4 separate regions of the Mus musculus genome follow, and regions 1, 2 and 3 are each linked to region 4. A link is a contact called in public Hi-C, HiChIP or PLAC-seq and promoter capture Hi-C data. All regions are on one chromosome and are shown on one strand. Each heading gives the region's core, a stretch centred on a gene start, on an enhancer-like site or on the middle of the called end of the contact. The rest is flanking DNA. Distances are from core to core; before and after follow the strand shown.

The links. Promoter capture Hi-C pulls out the DNA fragments that hold promoters and counts their contacts. HiChIP or PLAC-seq counts read pairs in DNA pulled down with a chosen protein or histone mark. Hi-C and Micro-C count contacts between places; a contact is called where the count stands out from the background.
Region 1: a promoter capture Hi-C map of pre-B cells shows a contact between it and region 4, with 4 times the contacts expected there. The contact joins the enhancer-like site here to the promoter of Btg1 in region 4. A contact is called at or near these places in 7 of 39 promoter capture datasets (the C10 cell line, frontonasal cranial neural crest, liver and 2 more), 1 of 15 datasets of contacts at CTCF or cohesin (the NIH/3T3 cell line), 1 of 484 Hi-C or Micro-C datasets (bone marrow-derived macrophages), 10 of 115 datasets of contacts at active chromatin or transcription factors (DN3 thymocytes, the SCID.adh cell line, bone marrow-derived macrophages and 7 more) and 1 of 9 other capture datasets (embryonic stem cells).
Region 2: a contact with region 4 is called in an SMC1A HiChIP or PLAC-seq map of the NIH/3T3 cell line, with 3 times the contacts expected there. The contact joins the enhancer-like site here to the promoter of Btg1 in region 4. A contact is called at or near these places in 8 of 39 promoter capture datasets (the 3T3-L1 cell line, 3T3-L1-derived adipocytes, frontonasal cranial neural crest and 4 more), 1 of 15 datasets of contacts at CTCF or cohesin (the NIH/3T3 cell line) and 16 of 115 datasets of contacts at active chromatin or transcription factors (the NIH/3T3 cell line, astrocytes, bone marrow-derived dendritic cells and 13 more).
Region 3: a Hi-C map of epidermal suprabasal cells shows a contact between it and region 4, with 3 times the contacts expected there. The contact joins the enhancer-like site here to the promoter of Btg1 in region 4. A contact is called at or near these places in 8 of 39 promoter capture datasets (the 3T3-L1 cell line, cranial neural crest, frontonasal cranial neural crest and 4 more), 2 of 15 datasets of contacts at CTCF or cohesin (both in the NIH/3T3 cell line), 3 of 484 Hi-C or Micro-C datasets (embryonic somatosensory cortex, epidermal suprabasal cells and uterus) and 17 of 115 datasets of contacts at active chromatin or transcription factors (the 230-238 cell line, the NIH/3T3 cell line, the SCID.adh cell line and 14 more).

The regions. Positions count from the first base shown.
Region 1 is chr10:96,103,404-96,106,557 of GRCm38.p6, reverse strand. No RefSeq gene overlaps it. Among named protein-coding and RNA genes, the nearest start is that of Gm40746, 76 kb to the left of the region's middle. Within about 2 kb of position 1,752, at least 2 of the 459 cell types and tissues checked have an H3K27ac peak or open chromatin away from gene starts, as enhancers often do.
Region 2 is chr10:97,239,569-97,242,961 of GRCm38.p6, reverse strand. It overlaps the pseudogene Gm18515. Among named protein-coding and RNA genes, the nearest start is that of Gm34044, 5.5 kb to the right of the region's middle. Within about 2 kb of position 1,296, at least 11 of the 459 cell types and tissues checked have an H3K27ac peak or open chromatin away from gene starts, as enhancers often do. A contact at or near this core is called in the NIH/3T3 cell line, where this site is marked.
Region 3 is chr10:97,210,415-97,213,576 of GRCm38.p6, reverse strand. Gm34044 (a long non-coding RNA gene) reads left to right here. Exons shown (of 4, transcript XR_380716.2): 3 at 389-432. Among named protein-coding and RNA genes, the nearest start is that of Gm34044, 24 kb to the left of the region's middle. Within about 2 kb of position 1,271, at least 12 of the 459 cell types and tissues checked have an H3K27ac peak or open chromatin away from gene starts, as enhancers often do. A contact at or near this core is called in epidermal suprabasal cells, where this site is marked.
Region 4 is chr10:96,615,519-96,618,636 of GRCm38.p6, reverse strand. It overlaps Btg1 (BTG anti-proliferation factor 1), which reads right to left and starts at 1,636. Exons shown (of 2, transcript NM_007569.2): 1 at 1,165-1,636; 2 at 1-361. The coding sequence starts at 1,312.

The sequences.
Region 1 (3,154 bases), core at 503-3,002, 510 kb after region 4:
TTTTGTCTCTACTGTGTAGGGAACTCTTGGGACTAATTCTGATGCAAGCAGAGGCCACAGGGAAGAAGAAAGAATCATGGGAGTTAAAACCTTCCTGGGGCTAAAATTAAAGAAGAGGGAAAGCATACAGATAGATCATCAGCAATGCGTAGCACCATCCTGGGCCTCCTAATTAGACACGTGTGGCTGAGAAGCCGTGAAATCAAACTGTATCACAGAACCTAAGGGAAAGGTGCAGAAAGAGAGAAAAGAAACATTTCCGTTCATCTAACCGCTGTGCCACACACACACACACACACACACACACACACACACACACACACACACATCAGGAAGAAATCATTTAAAACAATTCAAGGTTTAGCAAAGTTAGCTTAACTCTGAGGAGTCCCTGGCCTAAAATTTGTTTTTAAATTTCCTTGTAAAACTCGAAAACAAAACCAGGTGTGGTGGCACACACCTTTAGTCCCAGCACTCAGAAGGCAGAGGCAGGCGAATCTCTGAGTTTGGGGATAGCCTGGTCTACAGAGCGAGTTCCAGGACTGCCAGGGCAACATAGAAAAACCCCATGTCAAAACAAAATAACAACAAAAATTAAAAAAACAAAACTCAAAAAACAGATCTGTTAGTGAGGCAGTAAGGGAAATTAGCTTGATATTTGTACATTGGGCTTCAACACTTCGAAGTCTAATAGCTTGCAAGAAGTAGTGCCATAAAGGTCCTGCCCTAACAACTGTGGAAACATGAACATGGTCCTCGCTGTGTGTCTTTGAATGGGGGACTGGGCGACATTACATAGTCATTGATGTTCATGTAAATCTCAGAGGGTTTTTATGCACGGGGCAGGCACTGCCTTTACACATCCTGACTGATCACTCCTAGTCTCCTTTTGACAAATGCTCGCAGTAGAATAACTGAGAGCCATGGAAGTCAGATAAACATACTAAGCTACACCTCTGTCACTGATTAGTTGAACTATGTACTTGACCTTTTAAAACTAATAATATATCTATACAGAAAAATATTAGTGTTACCATCTTGGGCTTACTGAGGGACACTGCCTAAAATATAGTATATGCTAAATGAAGTGCTTTTATGATGGTTTAAGGCTTATTTTTGGTTTGGATTTGTTTGTTTGTCTGTTTGCGAGCACATGTGGGTAAGTGAACATGGTACAGGTCCCCTTGGTCACCAGCAGAGGGCATCAGATCCCTGTGAGCTGGAGTTAGAAGCCTTGGTAAACTGACAGATGTGGGCACTGGGAACCAAATTCTGTTCTCTACAAGAGCAATGAAGTTTCTGAATCCCGGAGCCCTCCCCAGCTCCCCTGCAGCTTTTGTAAGATACCTTTTACAGGATTCTAAGGGGCAGTTAAAAACACCAAAAAAGTTGCTGGCATCTCCACTTGTTCAGATCACCTACCAAACTGGAAACATGTTAGAACAGTATGAATTCACAGCATTTCAATACAAGTCATATTCATAAGAGCAAAGCTACAACGAGTTACTTGAACCACAATAGTCTCTCCAGGCAAGCAGGGACACTATCATATAACAGTAATCTGGCCGTCCAATGGCAACATCAGAAATCAACAAAGGAAAGGAAACCAAGCAGAAAGTCTTTCCTATGTGAAACTAAACTGCTGCTATTTTCTTTTCTGAAGACACAGGCTATATCTAATGTAAGCTGGGGACTAGCATGACAGGTAGAGAGACACTGCTGGGGACAGGAGATAAGGGTACTTTGTATCTGGTGACAAAGTAGGCTGATATGACAGATGCAAGCTAAAGGAGATCCTGTCTTAGTTAGGGCTTCTATTGCTATCATAGAATACCATGACCAAAAGCAGCATCCGAAGGAAAGATTGCTTACCGACTTGCTTCCTGTGCTAGCTCGCCCTGCTTTTCTTAGAGCACCCAGGATTACCAGCTCAGGTGTTGACACCATGCACAGCGAGCTGGACCCTCTCACATCAATCACCAACCAAGAGAATGTACCATGGGTCAACCTGGTGGGAGGACTTTCTCAATTGAGGTTCTCAGTTCCTAAATGACTCTAGCTCATGTCAGGCTGATATGAAACTATCCAGGACAGATCAGAAGCCCAAATCATTTCCCCCAAAAAGCATTTCTGAGTTCTGAGACTGTGGGAGACAAGGGCAGTCTGAAAAGACAATGAAAACTCCCTGTCTCGTATTCAAAATGCCACTAGAGGGCGTGTTTTGTAATAAACATATTATCTTTCAGATAGCTGACAAAAGGGATAGACTGAATTTAGGCAGGGAACTGTACATGCAGATACATACAGGATTGAGGTTGATAGTCCTCCAACCAAGCTTCCAAAACGGGAAAGGGCAAGAACATACAATGTGCATGACATCACAAAATCAGAAAAAAATAAAAGAAAAAGTTTTAACATGGAGTTAGAATTTACATAAAAATTTGTAAATTCTAGGCGTACAATAGAAATAATTGGATATTTAACCTTAAAACCCATCAGATAAGACTGACAGTATACTAGAGGTCAAAGACAGAATTAGGAAAATCAAAGACAGGCCAATGAAAATTTCCAAGCTAAAGCCCTGAAGTTCAAGAGGGTGGCGCTGGAAATACAGAGCAAAGGTCACAGACACATGGACCACTGGTGTGGAGTCGGTAGAGAAGAGAGAATGAAGCTGGAACAATGTCAATAACAGACAATCACAAAGTGCCAAGTGCTGCTTTCCCTTCATTAACAATATCTGTAATTCATAATTTATATTAAAATTTAATGCTGAGGCAGAATAATGACAGGTTCTGGGTTAGAATGGACTACATACTGAGACCCAGTGTCTTAGGGTTTCTGTTGCTGTGAAGGGACACCCTGACAATGGCAACTCTTATAAGGAAAGCATTTAGCTGGGGCTAGCTTATCATTCAGAGGTTTAGTTCATTATTGCCATGGCACGAAGCATAGCAGTGTGCAGGAGACATAGTGCTGGAGAAGAAGAGAAGAGTTTTATATGTGGATCAGCAGCTAGAGGAAGTGAGAGTAACACTGGGCCTGGCTTTAACATTTAAAACCTCAAAGCCCACACCTAGTGACATACTTCCTCCAACAAGGCTATACCTACTCCAATAAGGCCACACCTTCTAATAGTGCCACTCCTTATGGG
Region 2 (3,393 bases), core at 47-2,546, 620 kb before region 4:
GACTAGGCCATCTTCTGCTACATATGCAGCTAGAGACATGAACTCTGGGGGTACTGGTTAGTTCATTTGTTTTTCCACCTATAGGGTTGCAGACCCCTTTAGCTCCTTGAGTACTTTCTCTAGCTCCTCCATTGGGGGCCCTGTGTTCCACCGAATAGCTGACTGTGAGCATCCACTTCTGTGTTTGCCAGGCAGTGGCATTGCCTCAGAAGAGACAGCTATATCAGGGTCCTTTCAGCAAAATCTTGCTGGTGTATGTGATGGTGTCAGCGTTTGGAGGCTGATTATGGGATGGATCCCCGGGTGAGGCAAATCTTTTGTCTTTCTTCTGATTATCTATACCTTTTGCACAGCTCTTAAAAATCCAGTAACAACAAACCCCCACAAAACAAACAAACTAACTAACAAAAATTAAAAAATAGAAAACAAAACATGACATCATCTTCCTACCTTCTTTTAATGTTGAGGTTGCGCTGAGGCTGGGATGGGTCTTTGGGATTATGGAGAAGGTTTCATTCAGAATGTTTTTCGTGCAAATTCTCTAGTCCTCTGCTATTTGTTCCTTTTCTTTCCTGGCCTGTTATTCAGCTCTTTACTTCTTGATTTTTTTTTCAGCTCTACAAAAAGGCGCAGTAGCATAGTCATCGCTTTCTTCTTCAAAATCCTCATCTTCCTCATCTGTGAGAGGATCAATAGCATCAAGGTTGGTGGCAGGAGTCTCGTCTAAGGCTAAGTGAGGTTTCATGACACTGAAGAGGAAGTTGTATGTTCTTGGGGAGGAGGGGCCCTATTTTTTTTGTTTGTTTGTTTTTTCTTTTGTTGTTTTACCTCTCTACCTCCCTCCCTCTCTCCCTCCCTCCCTCCCACCCTCCCTCCCTCCCTCCCTTCTCTTCTGATGTCACTGTTGCTTCTGGGACATCCTGTGTAGATGATCTGCATCTTTGTATGAAAGGGAAGGTCTCTGCTTGCATACTGCTTTCAGAGCTGGCTCAAATCCCCTTCTCCTCTTCTTCTTTTACCTCTTGCAGGTTCAAAGGTTGGCCAGGATGCTCTTGCTATCTTTTATTTCTGGTGGGGGTCTGACGCAGCACCTTTGGAAGCTCCCCCATGAGCCATTGCAACCCTTAGCTCCAAGAGCTACCACACTAATAAGCAATACATTTTTCAGTAATGTGACAAAACCTGAGGGGGGAAAAACAGCTCAAAGAAGAAAGATCTCCTTTGGCTTGTGCTTCTGAAATGAAGGTGTGGCCGTTGGCTGTATTTTCCCCAGGCCTGGGGTGAATCAGAATGACGTGGTGCAAGAGTATGGAAGTGGAAAAGCCTCTATTGTGTCCAGGCAGCAGAGAAAGAGGAAAGAAGTGGCCAGGACTAACCCCTACTTCCTTAAAATAGGTCCTGCCTTCCACATTCCCACCTCTTTTCAACAGTTCATCAATGAGTGATCTGTTGACTAAAGAAGAGCCCTCACAATCAAACATTTCTAAAATAATTAATATTCCCCTCTTCCTTGACTTGTTTTCTACTTTTCTGTCAGGAGCTAAGAAAGGAACATTATAGAATGTCAATATCACCCCCTTACAGGGATCTCTGAACTGATTTGTTTCATGTTATAGGCAATGTACACCTTCAATGACTTCTTATAGTTCACCTTCCCCTTCTGACAGTAATGTAAAATAGTTTATTTCTCTTCCTGGCTGGAACCTCATCTAAGTCCTTTCAAGAATCTTTAAGCAAGGCTACTTGTCTATATCAAAGTATTTCATTGAAAAACCCAATACTACCTGACCCTGAAGCCTCTGTTTATGCCCTGACATTGTGGCTGCCTCCTGAAAATCCCTGCCCTTCAGGAATTTTTAGATGAGCGGGAAGAGCCTTCACAATATTAGGAGCACCTCAAAGTCAGAGGTACTTGCTGTATAGCATCAGGAGTTAACTGGGCCATTTTTGAGTTGACCAGTGTCTAACAAAGGACTGGGGTATATTAGAGAAATGATATCCATCCATTCCATTCTCACCTTCTTTGGCTTATTGTGATACTACCATGTTTCTGAACAAGACTTTTCTTCTGAAGAACAATGTATGACAATTGCATTTTTACTGATTTTATACACATCCATTAACAATTTACTGTTTTTCTATCTATCTCTTCTTCCCTGTTAGGAGTGATGACAGCTAGGTCAGTTTTGTCACTTGAAAGTAGATCTGTTGCGTACCTTTAAGTGAGTATCAGTGCACCCTTTTCATTGGCTCAATTTTTAAACTTTAGGTTGCATTCCAAAGCCCAATATTTTTTTTAAATTACACTCCACATGATTATGGCAATAATACATTTTCCTTATGGTGATAATTTAATTTGTGTTTCTTTGATGATTGGTGAGGATAAGAATTATGGAGACCGCCAAAAATATAGATGGAGAAGTGACTTCTGGTACAGGAATTTAGCACATATCAGTAAATAATTCAAATGCACAATTTACAAAGGGAGAATGTGTGCTGTAGCAGTTTTAAAACAAAGCATAGAGAAGTGTAAGAATTCAAAGGGCTTCATCTGCCTGGTGATTTGTGTAACATAGAACCCAATACACCCAATGTGTATGCACTAAACAACCATTAGAGCTTTAGATCCATCAGAGCTGGCCAATACTCATGCTCTTGGAAATAACTGTTATGTAAATATCACAGGTACTCTGGATGATACTTCTGATAGAGCATTCATGGTTCCAGAAGTAGCCAGGGCTCCAAGAGGTTTGAGAACTTTGTAGGCATATCACAAGTATGTTTTCTTGTTCCTTAGTCTATTCATATGACATTATGGAGATTATTTACATAAAACCATTCTCCTACAACGTAGTTTGATTACTTTGGGGCAAATGAAAGAAATACTTTCTTAAGCAACACGAGGGAAAATGTCTTGGATTTATCAGTGCAACTTTGTCACCCATCTCTCAATGTAGTAACCACCATACAACTTATATTTGAAATCCCATGAACACAAAGGCTTGTGTAAACTGTAGCACGCTATTTCACTCCTTAGTAGTTTTCTCTTGGCTTACCTGTAATGTAAGACATAAAGGAACTAGATTCTTGTTTTATAACCTATTTTGATGAGTTACTTTTGTTACATTGAGAAGTTGGAAAACTCCCGTGAGAAATACAGAATGAGACAAACGAATCTTAAACGCTGTTCACTAGTCTCTTACGCATCCAGTAGAGGTGCCCTATGCAGTGTTTAACGTGTTAGACTTTCATACAGGACTAATTCAGGGGAGGGGAAATACTAACTCTAGATTCTTAAATCTTTTAACTATAGGTTCCTTTTGACTCCTTCAAGTGACTATGTGACATTACCAAGGAAGAATAAGCCCAAAGCAGACAAAGCTAGTCACATTC
Region 3 (3,162 bases), core at 22-2,521, 600 kb before region 4:
ATCAAGACTTTTTTCTTGGGCAGTTGGCATCTGACAGGAATCTGTGTCCTTCAGGGTATGTTCACATCTATGTGACATTAGATGACATTAGATGACAGTCCTTTGCCAATGAGACAGTGTTTGAAAGGTTTCACCTGCCTGGGGTTTTCTGGAGCAAAAGATGTTGCAGAAGCTATGTTGGTTACACTTTCTCCTTTATCTCGCAACAATTTGACATGTGTATTTGTAATCCTCAAGGCACTTGGAGCTGATATGCTGGTCAGACTCTCTCTACAATAATCTCCTCTGAGAGTCTGTTTTGAGATCAATATCTACATACATCAGAGCCTTTAACCCTTACTGATTTTGCTTTGTTTTGTTTTTATTGTGGCTGTTGTTTTAACATCAGGAAGCTGAAGGTCTCAGAGGCTGAGATTGACCCCTAACACCATGGTGAGTAATGCCCACATTTAAAGTATGAACTCTCTTTGTTCATGCTCTCTTTGTTACTGCTCTGTCTGAAGGGCCCGCAGTTTATAATCTGTGCCCGCACTTTGCATTATAAATACTACAATCATCTTGATGTATAGCCTTAGAACAAATAACAGATAGGGACCCATTTATGAGGTAAAGTTGAGCTAAATTACACCTTTTCTAGACAAATTTTGCATTCTGATATGATGAATGTAGTGTATTTCAGCAAAGCATGCAGGGGGAAGCATAATAAACAATTTCATATACTTGAATGATTGAGGTTCACTTAATCATGGTATGTTTTCTCTTGTTTCACGCATGTAGAAACGCAAAATATATTTATATCTAAATTAGTGGCTACTCAGATTCATTGCATTTTACCTCTGTAAATCCAAACAGACCTGAATAAAAATGCATTATAATAGTATATGTACTTATTTGCATCCACAATTTTATTCTGTATTTACAATAGAAATGTAGATAAAAGTTTGGAGGGAAGACTTAGCAGGTAGCAACACTTGCTGCTTTCACCATCCCAGGTTTGGTTCTGAGCACCCATAAGGTGACAGACAATTGTTGGTAGCTCTTGTTCTATGGAATTCAGTGTCCTTGTCTGGCCTCCAGGTGTGTACGGAGTGCACATGCGTAGACGTAGCCATTCACACATACACAGAAAAATCAGTCTCAAAAACCTAAATGCAGTTAAATTCTACACTACTGAATTAAAATAGGAAATGGTGCAGAAGATTGGCAGGGAGTGGAAAGACGCTATTACCTCTGTTTGGAATAAGCTTTGAAGGCATAAGCTTGTTTTTCTATAAGCAGTTGGCTTCGCTCCAGGTACTGCTCAAAGCTGTATTTATCACAACAAAATCTGTCCTTACAGATTTTCAAACAATTGCTTTCTCTTCTTATATCAAAAACACATTGATAGGTGACACAGCCATGAACCACTCAGTGTAAATCTACTGCTTTAATATGTGCCAAGCAGCAGTACCCGGCTGATTCCAGGAAGGTTGCTGCTGCAGTAGAAAGTCTTCTTCTGCCACTCCAGAATGTTATGTTAAAGGCTTTAGGAATTAAAATGAAAGCAAATGCCTTAAGCCCTTTCAAAAGGCTGTCCCAGAAAATAAAAGCCAAATGTGGACTCCTTACAGCATGAGGAGGAGGTACCTTTGGCAGAGCTTGAAATATCTCTCTAATGGGGATCACTAGAAAAACTGGTTGAACGATGCTAAGTAGCTCTCTGAAGACTCAACAAACAAATTTAGGGCTATTTCATCAGCAGTGTCCGTTCTAGAAGAGATAATGGCAGTGTGCGCTTAAAAATATCTCGCATTAATATTTAAATTATATTTAAAATATAATTTGGCATAGGCAGCTTTATGAATAAATAAAATTAAGCCTCCAGTCCCATTTCAGTACCCTTTTAGTAGAACAAAGCAAAACCAGGCATGACCCATCTCAGCCAACAATGGCTTTCATTATCTTCTGTTCAAAAGTAATGGCGTGGGAAAGCTAAGCTGCCCAAGCATTGCTCTGGGGATCTAGATGTTTACTTGATGTAAAGTCTGGGCCTCGCACCAAAAGATTTACATAATTGAAAACTAAAGTGTTTGGGTGTCTATCAATAATGACGTCTCCAAGGTGCTTAGATACTTTTGCCGTCTTGTGTTTTAACAGACATTTGGTTGCAGAGTTTTAAATATTATTTGATAACTGAATGGCTCCCAATGACTGTGGTCCACTTTTTCTCACTGAAATATTCATTGAAATGGTTTGGATGAGACTCCAAAGGGAGCAGGCCAGCCTTGGAGCTGAGTGAGCTGCCAATCAGGAGTAGGAAGCCAGCCTCCCCTGGCCCCATCTGGTTTCTTTTCTCTCCTTTTGTCTCTCTGGATATAGGCAATGCTAAGAAAACTGGGAGTTGAATGAACTCCTCTTATTAAATAAATATTTTTAAGGCTTCAGTGTCATAAGCTTTTCAATTGGGTTTGTTTTCTTGATACATCCCACCGTAGTAGTAGTAGCGAAGAGCTGAAAAATATGTAGTAGCGAAGAGCTGAAAAATATTTTACGTATTTGAGAATCAGTCTATAAGACAGAGTGATTCAAATATGAATGATTTTTTTAACTGGAATTTGAAAACTCAAAATCTTATTTGTGCTTCTTATATGTTACAAGAGCATATTGAAATCAATGAGGTCAGATGCTAGCTCTGCTATCTGTGCATTAAGTTGATATTTCAAGGCTAGTGAATAATGAAGTTGCTGTTATACTTATGGGAACTACGGCATTTTTATAATGTTCCTTAAGAAGCCTTAGGTGGGGATTGGAGATGGTTCACTGAGCAAAGTGTTTTCTCCTCAAGAACAAGGGTGTGGGTTTGAATTGTCAGGACCCATGGAAACTGCTGTGGAGTATAGTGGCGCACATCTGTAAAGCTTAGTGCTCAGAGGCGAGAACAGCTGGATCCCAGATGGCTCAGGGCCATCAGAGTGAGTTAGTTCCCAGTTTACAGAGACCCCCTGCATCAAAACTATGGTAGCAAGTAATTGAGGGGGGTATCTGATGTCAAATCCTGTCATCCTTATGATGACACACCCACCTACCCATGTGCATGCTCATGTGAACTAAACACATGAACATGTACATATAGAAATATAATAAATGAGAGAATAAACAGAAAGGAAGTCCTAGATGGAGTTT
Region 4 (3,118 bases), core at 387-2,886:
GATACAGTCATCATATTGTAGTTTTTGGAAGGGCTTGTTCTGCCCAAGAGAAGTTCCTCCTTACAGCTGATTCTGCTGTCTACCATTTGCACGTTGGTGCTGTTTTGAGTGCTACCTCCTGCTGGTGAGGCTTCGTACAGCACGCAGATGGAGCCATCCTCTCCAATCCGGTAGGACACTTCGTAGGGGTCAACCCAGAGTGTGAGTTCACTTGGGAGAAGCCTGAACAACTCCTGACTGCTCAGTCCAATCCGCTGGGCTGCCTGTCCAATCAGAGGATCCATCTTATGGTTGATGCGAATACAACGGTAACCTGATCCCTTGCACGGCTTTTCTGGGAACCAGTGATGTTTGTAATGTTCTGTGGAAGAAAAGAACAGAGAAACAATGCTCAGGACGGTAGTCAACGCAGCCGTACCGTAGCGTACTTTCCTCCTCCTGCTGCTAGCTTCTTAGCGAAGCGAAAATGAAAACCACCAACTTTCACAAATGTCCGGGACCGAATTCGCTGTCGTGAGACAGAATAGAGAAAGCAAAGACACTGTGGCAAACACTGTCCGGGTACTGACCGGTTGAGCCGCCAAAACAGGAATCCCGCGCGCAGCCCTGGATGGCCAACTAGCTGGATGGCACAGGCAAGCGGGCGGGAACCTGTTTACTTTCTCCACCCCAACGGGGTCCCATACAATAGACTTTATGGAACTGGTGGGGGGTGGGGGCAAGACAACGCCACTATGGCCAGTTAACCCCAAAGGGAAGAAAACCCAAGAAACCTTAAACCAAGATCTGGGTTGGGTTGTAATTGTACCGGTGACAAATCCGATGATTAATGGGCAAGAGGCACAGGAGGTGCGGAGACCTGGCACGTCCGTCCCGGGCCGGCTCCGAAACACAGAGGCGACAAGCCACCCAGGGGCTCAGCCGCAGACTCTCGCAACGGTCGCGGCGACCCGGCAGAGGAGACCGACGGGACTCCGGGCCCTGGGTCTTTTGTCCCCCGCGACCGGCCGGTAGCCGTCGGGGCGCAGCTCCGCGTCGCCCCGCTTCGGATCCTTTGTTGTGCGTGTCGCGGCGCCCCGCCGCCCAGCTCCCCCCCCCTCCCCCAGCCACGACCGGGACGCGCCCGTTAGTGGCGACCCGCGACGGTCCCCGCGCCCCGCTCACCTGCCAGCAGCTCCTGCAGGCTCTGGCTGAAAGTCTGCAGCTGTCGCTCGCTCGTGAGCCCCTTGGTGCGGAGGAACTTGGAGATGAAGGACACCGCGGCGGCGATCTCGCCTATCATGGTGGCGGCCCGGGTGTAGAAGGGATGCATGGGGGCGGCGGCCGGGGGTGGCCCGGGGCGGCCGGGGCTCGGCCCCGACGGCGAAGCGGCCACCCCGGGCTCTCGCCCAGACCCGACGGCCGAGAGGAAGCGAGGGCGCGAGGCGCGGACGGCTACTGGTTCTAGGGGATTTTTTTTCTTTCCTTTAGAGTAAAAAAGTTATTTTCAAGCCAGGAGGCGGCAGGAGAGACAGAGAGAGACGAGCGATGGCGGCCTGGTCACATCGCTCGGACCTCCCCAGCCGCCTCCGCCTCCAGCTCGGTAGCCTCCGAGGATCCCGAGAGTTGCATTTCCAGCTCCGAGGGGCGAAGAGCTGCCGCCGCCGTGCAGCTCATTTTATAGGGCTGCGGAAAGGAAGTGGCGTACCCGGGGCGTGAGGGCGGACGCCAGCCAATCCGGAGATCGCACCATTGTGACGCAGGCAGATTCGGGGCTGGAGGGGGCGGGAGAAAGGCCGCCAGGGGGCGTGCCCAGAGGCCGGGATGAGAGGGAGGAGCTGACGTAATCTGCTTGTAAACAAATAAACCCCCCGAGTGGCAGCCTGAGACTCCGGAGCGGTGGAGGGCGGAGAAAGAAGCCAAGGAGGCGCGTGTGAAAGCTCCGCCCCCGAGCTAGCTCCGCCCCCGGTTCGGGCCAGCGGGGACCCTCCAGTCCCCGAGCGGGCTCCGGGTTCCTCACTTACTGCGGTGTGGCTGGAACCTCAGGACTGAGGTTCGGTCTCCGCAGCCCCAGTCCTTTGCGTACCCCATGTTTACATCTGAGCCCAGTTCCAGCCGGCTTGGCTGGCAGCCCTGGCGGGAGGAGCGTGCGGTGGCGGAGACTAAGGCTCCGCTAGGGAATGGAAGGAAGGACTCGCTCCCTGGAGCTATCCTGCGGCTTAATCCAAGCCATTGCCCCTAGGGTTTGCAGAACCCCGGGGGGCTGGGGGGGGGGAGAAGATGAGCCTTGAAACTCATAAAAATCTGCATATGTATTTTAGAAAGGCACAACAAATTCGTTTTTCTAGTTCAAGTGATGTCAGAACTTTAGAGTTGTGCTGCTGTTGACACATAAGATAAAACTTTAAGCTTGTCGAGAGTGTTAAGCATAGACACCCATATTTACTGGCAAAGACGGTTGTAAACAGCCTAGAAAAAAAGGAAAGCATGAGCCTGCTAAAACTATTAGACCCAAAATAGGGTTAACCCAACTCTCTTAAAGTAGGAGAAGGGAGAGAAAACAATGAAGTCCAGGCAGGAAGAAGAAAGCAAACAAGAGGCAGAAGTTGAACTCTACCAGATGGAAATAAATATTTAGAGTTTAGTTGGTCATCAGATGCAATACACACCACTTTAAAATATATATATGTGTGTGTGTGTGTGTGTGTGTGTGTGTGTGTGTGTGTGTGTATGGAGCTAGAGGAGAAACAAGAGGATAATTGGTTCTGAAATTAATTTGAAAAGGTGACCTATACATCATTTATCATTAATATACAATACTTAAGTACCCACATATTATCTAAAGATAATGTTAGAAAGCACTTCAGAAAGTATCAAGTTTTTTTTTATAATAAACTGAATCAAAAAATAACATCTTTGTGCATGTGTGTGTGTGCGTGTGCGTGTGCGTGTGCGTGTGCGTGTGTGTGTGTGTGTGTGTGTGAATTGTCAGATAGGACTTTCTGAAAACAGACGCAGGGTTTTGACTGGAGGCTCATCTTACCATCCCGGAAGATAAAGAACCAAAAGTGAGTCCTTGAACCATAGGCTATCAAGAGGTCTGCATCTCTCTCTCCCACCCGCCTCCCCACGCGTTCTG